Linked DNA regions of Pan troglodytes: region 1 is linked to region 2. A link is a contact called in public Hi-C data. All regions are on one chromosome and are shown on one strand. Each heading gives the region's core, a stretch centred on a gene start, on an enhancer-like site or on the middle of the called end of the contact. The rest is flanking DNA. Distances are from core to core; before and after follow the strand shown.

What was found. Hi-C and Micro-C count contacts between places; a contact is called where the count stands out from the background.
Region 1: a Hi-C map of stem cell-derived neural progenitor cells shows a contact between it and region 2, with 6 times the contacts expected there. The contact joins two enhancer-like sites. A contact is called at or near these places in 1 of 7 Hi-C or Micro-C datasets (stem cell-derived neural progenitor cells) and 1 of 1 datasets of contacts at active chromatin or transcription factors (stem cell-derived excitatory neurons).

The regions. Positions count from the first base shown.
Region 1 is chr19:53,255,511-53,260,514 of NHGRI_mPanTro3-v2.0_pri, reverse strand. It overlaps the pseudogene CCDC144A. Among named protein-coding and RNA genes, the nearest start is that of ZNF624, 80 kb to the left of the region's middle. Within about 2 kb of position 2,459, at least 12 of the 24 cell types and tissues checked have an H3K27ac peak or open chromatin away from gene starts, as enhancers often do. A contact at or near this core is called in stem cell-derived excitatory neurons and stem cell-derived neural progenitor cells, where this site is marked.
Region 2 is chr19:52,592,196-52,596,809 of NHGRI_mPanTro3-v2.0_pri, reverse strand. No RefSeq gene overlaps it. Among named protein-coding and RNA genes, the nearest start is that of SPECC1, 16 kb to the left of the region's middle. Within about 2 kb of position 3,094, at least 14 of the 24 cell types and tissues checked have an H3K27ac peak or open chromatin away from gene starts, as enhancers often do. A contact at or near this core is called in stem cell-derived excitatory neurons and stem cell-derived neural progenitor cells, where this site is marked.

The DNA.
Region 1 (5,004 bases), core at 1,210-3,709, 660 kb before region 2:
ATTATAATTTTACAGGCATTTCTCTTTTTATTGACACATAATTATAATATGCCTTGTATTTGTTGTAATAACAGTTTTAAAATTATGAGTTAATATTTTGTCCACTTTTATTTCATATAAAAAATAAACATAATTGTTCCTGAAAATATAATCTCAATACAATTTAAGTGTTGAATAAATGAAAAATGTTCTCAAACTGGAAAGTTATAATAATTCAAACTGAAGCCCTGAGAGATTCAAGGCTTGAAATGGCTCTTCGAGAATGGTAAGAGAGGCTTCAATCTTAAAAATATAACTTTATTTACAAATCATAAAACATTAATTGCTGTTTACTATATTTGTTTTTAAATTTCTTTCCCAACATAGAAAAATAAATTACCAGCTACCTCAGTTTTACCATGGACCAATCTAATTACCACGTAAGATTTACAGTCTCTCTTTGCTTTGTTAATTACATGCAAAACCTGTATTTTAATGTTTTTGAGAGTTTAATTTGCACTTAAATCACAACACTTCAATTTATCTTATTCATTTTGAGTTGCAGCTCTTTACTGAATCTGTTATAATATTGCAGAATAGCTCACCACACTAAGAAAATTGCATTCCCAGTCTCTTCCCCATTCAAAGCATTTGTATCTGCACAAGTTGTCAAGAAGGGGCCAACTCCTTGTTTCACCATATGCTTTCCTCTGTTGCAACAAAACTGAGATATGTATGAGGACAGGGATACAGAAGATGTCAATACATATTTTCAAAGAGTACATGAATAAGTGAATAAATAAGTTAGGATCATTTGATGAGGATAGCCATCAAATATGTTGAACACTGATACTCAGAATTACAAAAATAACATTCATCAAAGTAAAACCCTAAGCCCGTAGGTCGTAGATCTCATGTTAATTAGTTTACCACACAGCAGGATCTGACCTTCCTTTTGGAAGATACCAGTGCTGCTTTTGTCAAATTTTGAGTGGCTGAATCATGCTTAAAACACACATAAAATGCAGTCTTATAGTATGATAAATAAATAAAATATAGAGAATAGTAATTGGTTGAAATCAGTAAATTGTCTCCCTCTGATTACTCTATATGAGAAGTCAAATTATAATCAGAAACAGGTTGAAAGTATAAAGGGGGAAGGTCAAGCTACTAAAGACAAGGAGCCAGCGTTCCCTGATGGAAACTAGAACCATTTAGAGGACAGGCAATGGTGTAGATGTCACCCATAGCAGAGGCAAAGGAGGAGGAACAACCTAGCTGTTACCCTTTGGGCACCGGCCGATTTCCTACACTCCAGTTTTCATTGACTGAACCTGATCTGAAGCCAGCTGGCAAACAAACTTGAAAAAATATAATTTGCAGTTACTAAAGGGCGTCAAAGTATGCAAATCGTCTTAGAATGCAGGGTAATGGTCGTTTGAAGACACTTGAATACTTTCATCCATTGTGACTCTGAGTTAGGAAGTAGACAGTGGGGCTTAAGGAAAGATTAAGTATTATCTTGATTGGAATTTCAAGAACGGGAAAGTCTAATCCCTTTCTTGTAAAAGACATCTTGATGGATTTCAACTAACTTTGAGAAACGAATCAGAATACTGACTCAAACTAGAGCTAAAGAGAAAAGTGTTTTTTTCTAAAAACCAGGTGTTGAGTTCCTTGGTAAGCCAATATTGGGTGCGCGCGCACAGAGTGGCCAGACCTCTCCACGCAGCTCTGGCAAGTGCACTCACAGCAGAACTGCCGCCAGTATAACGTCTTGACGATGGGCTCCAGGGTTTGACACTCAGCAGCGCCACCGGCTCTGTTTTCTCCCCAAGTAAGCCACTTTCTACCTCGCGAGCAGCAGATCGCCCTGTGCGCGCTATCCTTGGGGCGGGGAGACCTGGCGCTCACCCAGCGAGCTCTACTGGTGCTGACGTCCGTTCAGGCCTTTAAATGTCTCTGTCCCTGCGCAGGAGGGAACAGACTTTGTAGCAGTCATTTTGCCCGAAGGGAGACGCGTCTCTGCTTTTGCAGACGGCAGCACCCCTGGCTCTTCCCAGCGTTGCGTTTGCCTCTCTTTGTCTCGAGTTTCCTGCAGGCTTTCCCGCGGGAGTTGCTTTTGGTATTCGCACCCGGGGCGTGAACCAACAGGACTCCCCATGCCTTGTGCTTTTTCAGTGGGTTCGAAGATCAGAGATTGCGAGGTGCGCTCGGTGATCGCTCAAGGAGCAGAAAGCTTCCTCCCCCTGATTTTGGTGGGGGATGATTTTTTTTTTTTTTTTTTTTTTGAGCTGGCGAAAGCGTCCTCCCCGCTCCTGAAGCTACAACTTGTTTTGGTTTCTTCTCAGTCCTGTGTGTGGTTACAACATCAGTTTTTCTCCCTTACCCTTCCAAAAATCTATCCTTTTAATCCACCCTCCTCCCCCTGCGCTGTCTCCGCCAGGCCTTCTCGGTGTGCGGTGAGTGGATAGCGGGCGCGCAGTGTGGCAGTGGCGGCGAAGATTGGTGCTATAAAAGGGAAGGATCTGCTGCTGGGGGCTCCCTGGGTGACCCTTTGCCAGGCGAAAAGAGCTGGGTAAGGGCGCAGAAGAGGAGCTGGAACCTTCTGGGACCCTGGTGCCTGACACTGGATTTTGATCACCATCCTTGTGTGTCTCTGATCCTTTTTTTCTCAATTGATAACTAGTCGAGAGAGAAGCGCTTGGCAGGAGCTGTCGGCGGGACCTAAGCTCACTGGCTACTCGGGATCCCTATGTCTGCTGCTGCGGAAGGAGCAGAGGGGAGGACGCCAGAGGTTGCTTACTGGAGCCTGGCGGTAGGCAAGGGGGTGGGATCCTGATTCTCAGCCTAGATTCCAAAAGGGTGTCTGGTTTCATGCAAACATTCTTCTCACCCTCATTTGTTATCGCACACCCCACCCCCGCTTTTTGGATTCAGGTTCAGGAATAACCAAATCCTTGGCACCCACACAATGTGGAAGTACCTTTCACAGCTCATCGCCTGAATGTCTCGCTCCTTACATATATGTGTGTGTCTTGGGGGAATGTGAGCTTCTCAGGGAAGTTGATGCCTTGCAGATTATGAGAATGTCAAACTTGATTTTATTCAGTTTCTTAAAGGATGTGTTTCCTGTGGGCAAGAATTATAGGAAATAAATGTCAGTGTCATATACAACTGCAGTAGCAGCTCGGAAATCACCTTCATTTCCCCCCAAAAGTTTTCCCCATGAAAGTTTTCTTACTGTCCACATGTAGTGAATGGAGACTTGGCTTGTTCCATTATATGTAAACGAGGGGGGGGGGTCACATCCTTCTCTTTTAAATTGGGGGATATCAAAGACATTAGAGTTTCTCTCTTTTATCTCTGTCATCCTTATCTCTAGCTCTAGCTCTCTTTCTGTCTCCCACTTTCCTACCATCCTGACTTCTTTCCTTCTTTATCTTTTCTTCTCTTCCTTCTCTCCTTCCTTCCTTCTTTCCTTCCTTCCTTCTTTCCTTCCTTCCTTCTCTTTCTCTTTCTCTCATTTTCTTTCTTTCCATGTGCTGCTCATTAATAAATATAATGTGAATTTCGAGAGAATGGAACACTTTTGCAATATACAGGGATGATAAAAGACTTCTTTCCTACCTTGCCTGAAGTTTTTATTTAAGTATCTGATCCTTTTTAGTTGTGAGGTAATTTGAAGGATGACTGAACTAATATCTTGGGTGCAATTCAGCATGGTAAGATTTTGTATACAGTATGTTTAATTGTTCCCTACTCTTACACATTAGCTAATAACAGGAATTACATGAATTGTTAGAAAAGGCCCTTGATTTTTTGCAAACAATATTTTTGAACTGTGGGGAAATGTTAAAAATCAATATTACAATTTTCGTGGCAAGCATATGGATTCAGGTGAAAAGAGAGAGCCAAGTTAAGAGAGTGGTTTAATGAAAAATCAGTGCCTGGAATTTCATATCTGCATACAGTAATCAGTGAAATAAATGAACCCGTTAGTATTCAGATCTTGTTTAGTGCCTGAAGACGCTTAACAGATTTAGAACTCCTAACACACAAGATACTGGTTCAAGAGGGTCCAATTAATTGCATTCTAACAGGATGAGTGATTCCAGTTCTCCTAGTTCAAGAAGTATTCTATGAAATTTACAGGCTTAGTGTTAATGAAGATTTTTGTGAGGGAGGGTATCATACTTGCATGTTAATCTAAAAACTTTCCCTAGTATTTATCTTCTTGAAATTTTCTTGTTTTCTTCTATCAATGCCATTATTATTGTCATGGCTGTCCTATTAGAAGATGGGTATTCTTAAATACCAAAATTTTATTATTTGTATATTTGCAGCCTTGGATGGTGGCCCTTTGAGATTTAAACAAGGAAGCACTAATACTGAGGTGACGGAAATGCTTCAGCATTATTAAAATCTCAAGTTAAAAAAAAATCAGTGTACTGATGGATTTGGTTAGATGATAGCTTTAAGTAAACATTATGATTATCACTTTCTCACTGGAGAGAGAAAAACTTTTTATTTATTCTCACCTTTTAATTTCATATATTTATCTTTTTCCCTACTAATGCTGCAAAGCAGTTCAGGTCACTTTCATGAAATTATACAAAGAGAAAGTAAATTTAACAGTGCCTACAATCATGTTTTTCTAGTAAATTTCTTCATTTCCATTAATAAAACTCCACAAAGGTAACATAAAAGTGAAAGAGATGATTGGTCACATTCTGAACCCAATGGTGAGTTTGGTGATTTTATTGAGTCTATTTTTGAAAATAACATCTCCGTGAAATTCTTAATTTTTCCCACTCTTTCCAGCCTAAAGATGTTGGTCATTCATTACTGTGATCTTCAATCTGTGTGATGTTCATTGACACTGTGGTGTCAGAGTTCTAATTTCCCCCTTTTGTACTATTTTCATACACAGTGCTATTTTACAGAACATGTTTTTGTCATCATAAGCATTAGAGTTTTCTGTTAATTAAAAAGTTTGCCCAATAACAGTACAGCATCACATAT
Region 2 (4,614 bases), core at 1,845-4,344:
GGGCTCTGCAGAGAGTCCCCACCAACAAGAAGGCTCTCACCAGATACAGCTCCTCAACCTTGTACTTCTCAGCCTCTGTAACTGTAAGAAATAAATGCCTTTTCTTTATGAATTACCCAGTTTCAGATATTCTGTTATAAACAATAGAAAACGAACTAAGACAAACTCTCATGATTCTACTGCCATGCCATTCCAATAAACTCCCTTTATGCTTAAGAGAGCCAGAGTTGGCCAGGCGTGGTGACTCACACCTGTAATTCCAGCACTTTGGGAGGCCGAGGCAGGTGGATCACAAGGTCAGGAGATCGAGACCATCCTGGCTAACACGGTGAAACCCCGTCTCTACTAAAAATACAAAAAAATTAGCTGGGCGTGGTAGTGGGTGCCTGTAGTCCCAGCTACTGGGGAGGCTGAGGCAGGAGGAGAATGGCGTGGACCCAGGAGGCGGAGCTTGCAGTGAGTCGAGATCGTGCCACTGCACTCCAGCCTGGGTGACAGAATGAGACTCCGTCTCAAAAAAAAAAGAGAGCTAGAGTTTATTTCTGTTGCTTGCAACCAAGAAATCTGGCTGGTGCACTGAAGTTTCCATAAATAATAGCAATTTAAAGACTCTTTCCAAGCCAGGCAATGCCTAGCCTTGTGTAGTCCTTGTGGTAATACATTCATTCATTCATTTGTTCAACCAACTGTGCTCCAGAGACTAAGAATACAAAAATGGGGGCCGGGTGTGGTGGCTCACACCTATAATCCTAGCACTTTGGGAGGCCGAGGCAGGTAGATCACCTGAGGTCAGGAGTTCGAGACCAACCTGGCCAACATGGTGAAACCCCATCTCTACTAAAAATACAGAAAATTAGCTGGGGGTGGTGGCGGACACCTGTAATCCCAGCTACTCGTGAGACTGAGGCAGGAGAATCACTTGAACCCGGGAGGCAGAGGTTGCAGTGAGCCGAGAACGCACCACTGCACTCCAGCCTGGGCAACAAGAGCGAAACTCCACCTCGAAAAAAAAAAAAAAAAAAAAGAGGGCCAGGGCTGGGCGCGGTGGTTCACGCCTGTAATCCCAGCACTTTGGGAGGCCAAGGCAGGAGAATTACGAGGTCAGCAGATCGAGACCAGCCTGACCAACATGGTGAAACCCCGTCTCTACTAAAAATACAAAAATTATCCGGGCGTGGTGGCACACACCTCTAGTCCCAGCTACTTGGGAGGCTGAGGCAGGAGAATCGCTTGAACCCGGGAGGCAGAGGTTGCAGTGAGCCGAAATCATGCCACTGCACTCCAGCCTGGGTGACAGAGTGAGACTCCATCTCAAAAAAAAAATTTAAAAAAAAAGAATTCAAAAATTGTAGAGTTATAGTGTGCTTCTAGTTTAGTTGAGAGGACATCTGTCCTTCAAGGAAGGCTAGAATCTATACCCTGAGTCCTTACTGAAATCAATCCAGCAGTCAAAACATGGGACCAACGATCACAGCAGTAAGATAGGAAGAGCACCTTTGTACACTTAGCTCATGTTGAGATAAGCCACTGACAGAGCTGAAGGAAGCTCACAGTTCTGGGTTCCATCCTTTGGCATTTAAAAAGAAAAGTGCTAAGAAAATTCGGTTGGTCGCGGTGGCTCACGCCTGTAATCCCAACACTTCGAGAGGCCGAGGCAGGCAGATCATGAGGTCAGGAGTTCGAAACCAGCCTGGCCAACATGGTGAAACCCCGTCTCTACTAAAAACACAAAAATTAGCCGGGCATGGTGGCGCATGCCTATAATCCCAGCTACTCGGGAGGCTGAGGCAGGAGAATTGCTTGAATCCGGGAGGGGGAGGTTGCAGCGAGTGAGAGCAGGCCACTGCACTCCAGCCTGGGAGACAGAGCAAGACTCTGTCTCAAAAAAAAAAGAAAAAAAGAAAGAAAAGAAAAAAAGAAAGAAAAAAAAAAAAGAAAAAAGAAAATTCAGGCCAGGCCAGGCCTGGTGGCTCACATCTGTAATCCCAACACTTTGGGAGGCTGAAGCGAGAGGGTGCCTTAGCCCAGGAGTTTGAGACCAGCCTGAGCAACATAGCGAGACCCTGTCTCTATAAAAAAAAAATTTTTTTTGGCCAGACGCAGTGGCTCACGCCTGTAATCCCAGCACTCTGGGAGGCCGAGGCAGGTGGATCACGAAGTCAGGAGATGGAGACCATCCTGGCTAACACGGTGAAACCCCATCTCTACTAAAAAATACAAAAAATTAACCGGGCGTGGTGGTGGGCGCCTGTAGTCCCAGCTACTCGGGAGGCTGAGGCCGGAGAATGGCGTGAACCCGGGAGGCGGAGCTTGCAGTGAGCCGAGATTGCGCCACTGCACTCCAGACTGGGAGAGAGCGAGACTCCGTCTCAAAAAAAAAAATTAATTGTCAGGTGTGCTGGCATGCAGCTGTAGTCCTAGCTACTCGGGAGGCTGAGGTAAGAAGATCGCTTGAGCCCAGGAGTTCAAGGCTGCAGTAATAGTGCCTCTCACTCTACCCTGGGTGACAATGAGACCCTCTCTCAAAAAGAAGGAAAAAAGGGAAAGAAGAAAAGAAAAGAAAGAAAGAAAGAAAGAGAAGGAAGAAAGAAAGAAAGAAAAAGAAAAGGAAGGAAGGAAGAAGAAAAAAAAAAGAAAGAAAAGAGAGAAGTTCAAAGACCACAGGGTCAGGATCCCAAAATAGTTTTTATGTTTTATTTATTTATTTACTTATTTATTTTTGAGACAGTATGGCTCTGTTGCCCAGGCTGGAGTGCAGTGATGCGATTGCGGCTCACTGCAGCCTCCAAACTGGGCTCAGGTGGCCCTCCCACCTCAGCCTCCCGAGTAGCTGGGACCACAGGCGCGTGCCACCATGTCCAGCTAATTTTTTAATTCTTTGTAGAGATGAGGTCTCTATATGCTGCCCAGGCTGGTCTCGAGCTCCTGGGCTTAAGCCATCCACCCGCCTGGGCCTCCCAAAGTGCTGGGATTACAGAAGTGAGCCACCGCGCCTAATCGGGTGGTTTGTTTGTTTATTGACGGGGTCTCGCTGCTGCCCAGGCTGGAGTGCCAGTGGCTGTTCACAGGTGCAGTCCTGGCGCATTGCATCAGCTCTTGGGCTCTAGCGATCCTCCAGAGTAGCTGCAGCTGGGATTCCAGGCGCGCCACCGCGCGGGGCTCAGAATGGGTTTTTATATTGAGGGTTATGCTGCCACCTAGAGGATATATGTAGTACCGAACTGTGTGCGCAGAAATTGAGCCTCAAACTGGAGGCTGCTTTTAACAGAATAAAGCAGAATTCCTTGGAGTTTTGAACAAAAACATTTAGATGTTTTATGCTAGCAATTAATACTTTGGGTCATGGACTCATTTTAAGATGTGATGAAACAACAGACACTCTAAGAAATGCACATGCCACACGTTTCCAGGGATCCTGAGACCGCCAAAGACCACACTAAAGCCTAATCCCAGTTAAAACCTGTTTTACATGGGAATTAATAACTAAAAGATCAGAATACAAATTCAAGGATAGGTTTAACATGGATCTATTTACAAACTAGAGCCTACATTTTCCACTTGACTGTCAAGTGTTGGCCAGACACGGGAAAGTGGAGGGGCTTTCCGCACCTAGCCAGCAGGGGGTGCCCTGGGACCGGAAGGACCGGCGCCGGGAGCCGGGGGTCGGGATGTCTGCGGCCTGTGGATCCCGCCGCCCAGGGCTCCGCCCTCACTAGCCGGCTTCGCCACTGCCCGCTCCAGTCGAAGAGGCTCTTTCCGGGTCCCGCCAAGCCCCGTCCCTTTCCCGCGTCGTCTGGAAGATGAAGCTCCTTGGCTGGGAAAACAAAACAGCCATGGCTATGGGGCCCAGGACGGGTGGCATGGAGGGGCCACAGCTGCGTGCGGCGTCCGGGCGAGGTCCCCGCCTTCCGCGGATGTCCTGGCCTCCCCCACGCCATGGCCCCCGTCCAGGTCTTGGGTCCTCGCCAGGGCCAGAGGTGGACCCGCTTTTCCCCCAGGCCTGGGGAAGCCCGCACAGCCACTAAGCCCTGTGTCTCCCCCGAGGGCTGGGAGTTTGAGAGCCCCAGAGGCCAAAGGGCCAGCGCGGCTGCAAAAGCTAGGCCCGATCCTACCCTCTTACTAAAGAGACTTTGGGCCGGGTGCAGGGCTCACGCCTGTAGTCCCAACTATTCCGGAGGCCGAGGCGGTGGATCGCTTGAGACCAGGAGTTCGAGACCAGCCTGGGCAATATGGCGAGACCCCTGTCTCTACCAAAGCATACAGAAATTAGCCAGTCTCATAACTTGGTCTCAAAATAAATTTTAAAACATGGGTGCTGTGGGGGGGAAAAAAAAGAAAAAGAAAGTGGAGAGGAATCCAGAGCAGAGCGTCAGTCAGGCCAAACCAAGTCATCCTTAATGCCCAGCACAATGTTGGAGGTCCTTTCTGCTTATTCTGGAGCAGGGCCAGCCCTGGAGTTGGATAGGCTCTGCTGGAACACAGGCTACAGTGCTCACCAGGCATTCAGCCTTGGATCTCAGCCATAGTTTCCCCACGTACAAAATGGGTAAAAGGTACTTACCTCATGGGTTTGCGGTGAGGGTTAAACGAGATCATGAATGTAAACGACAAGTT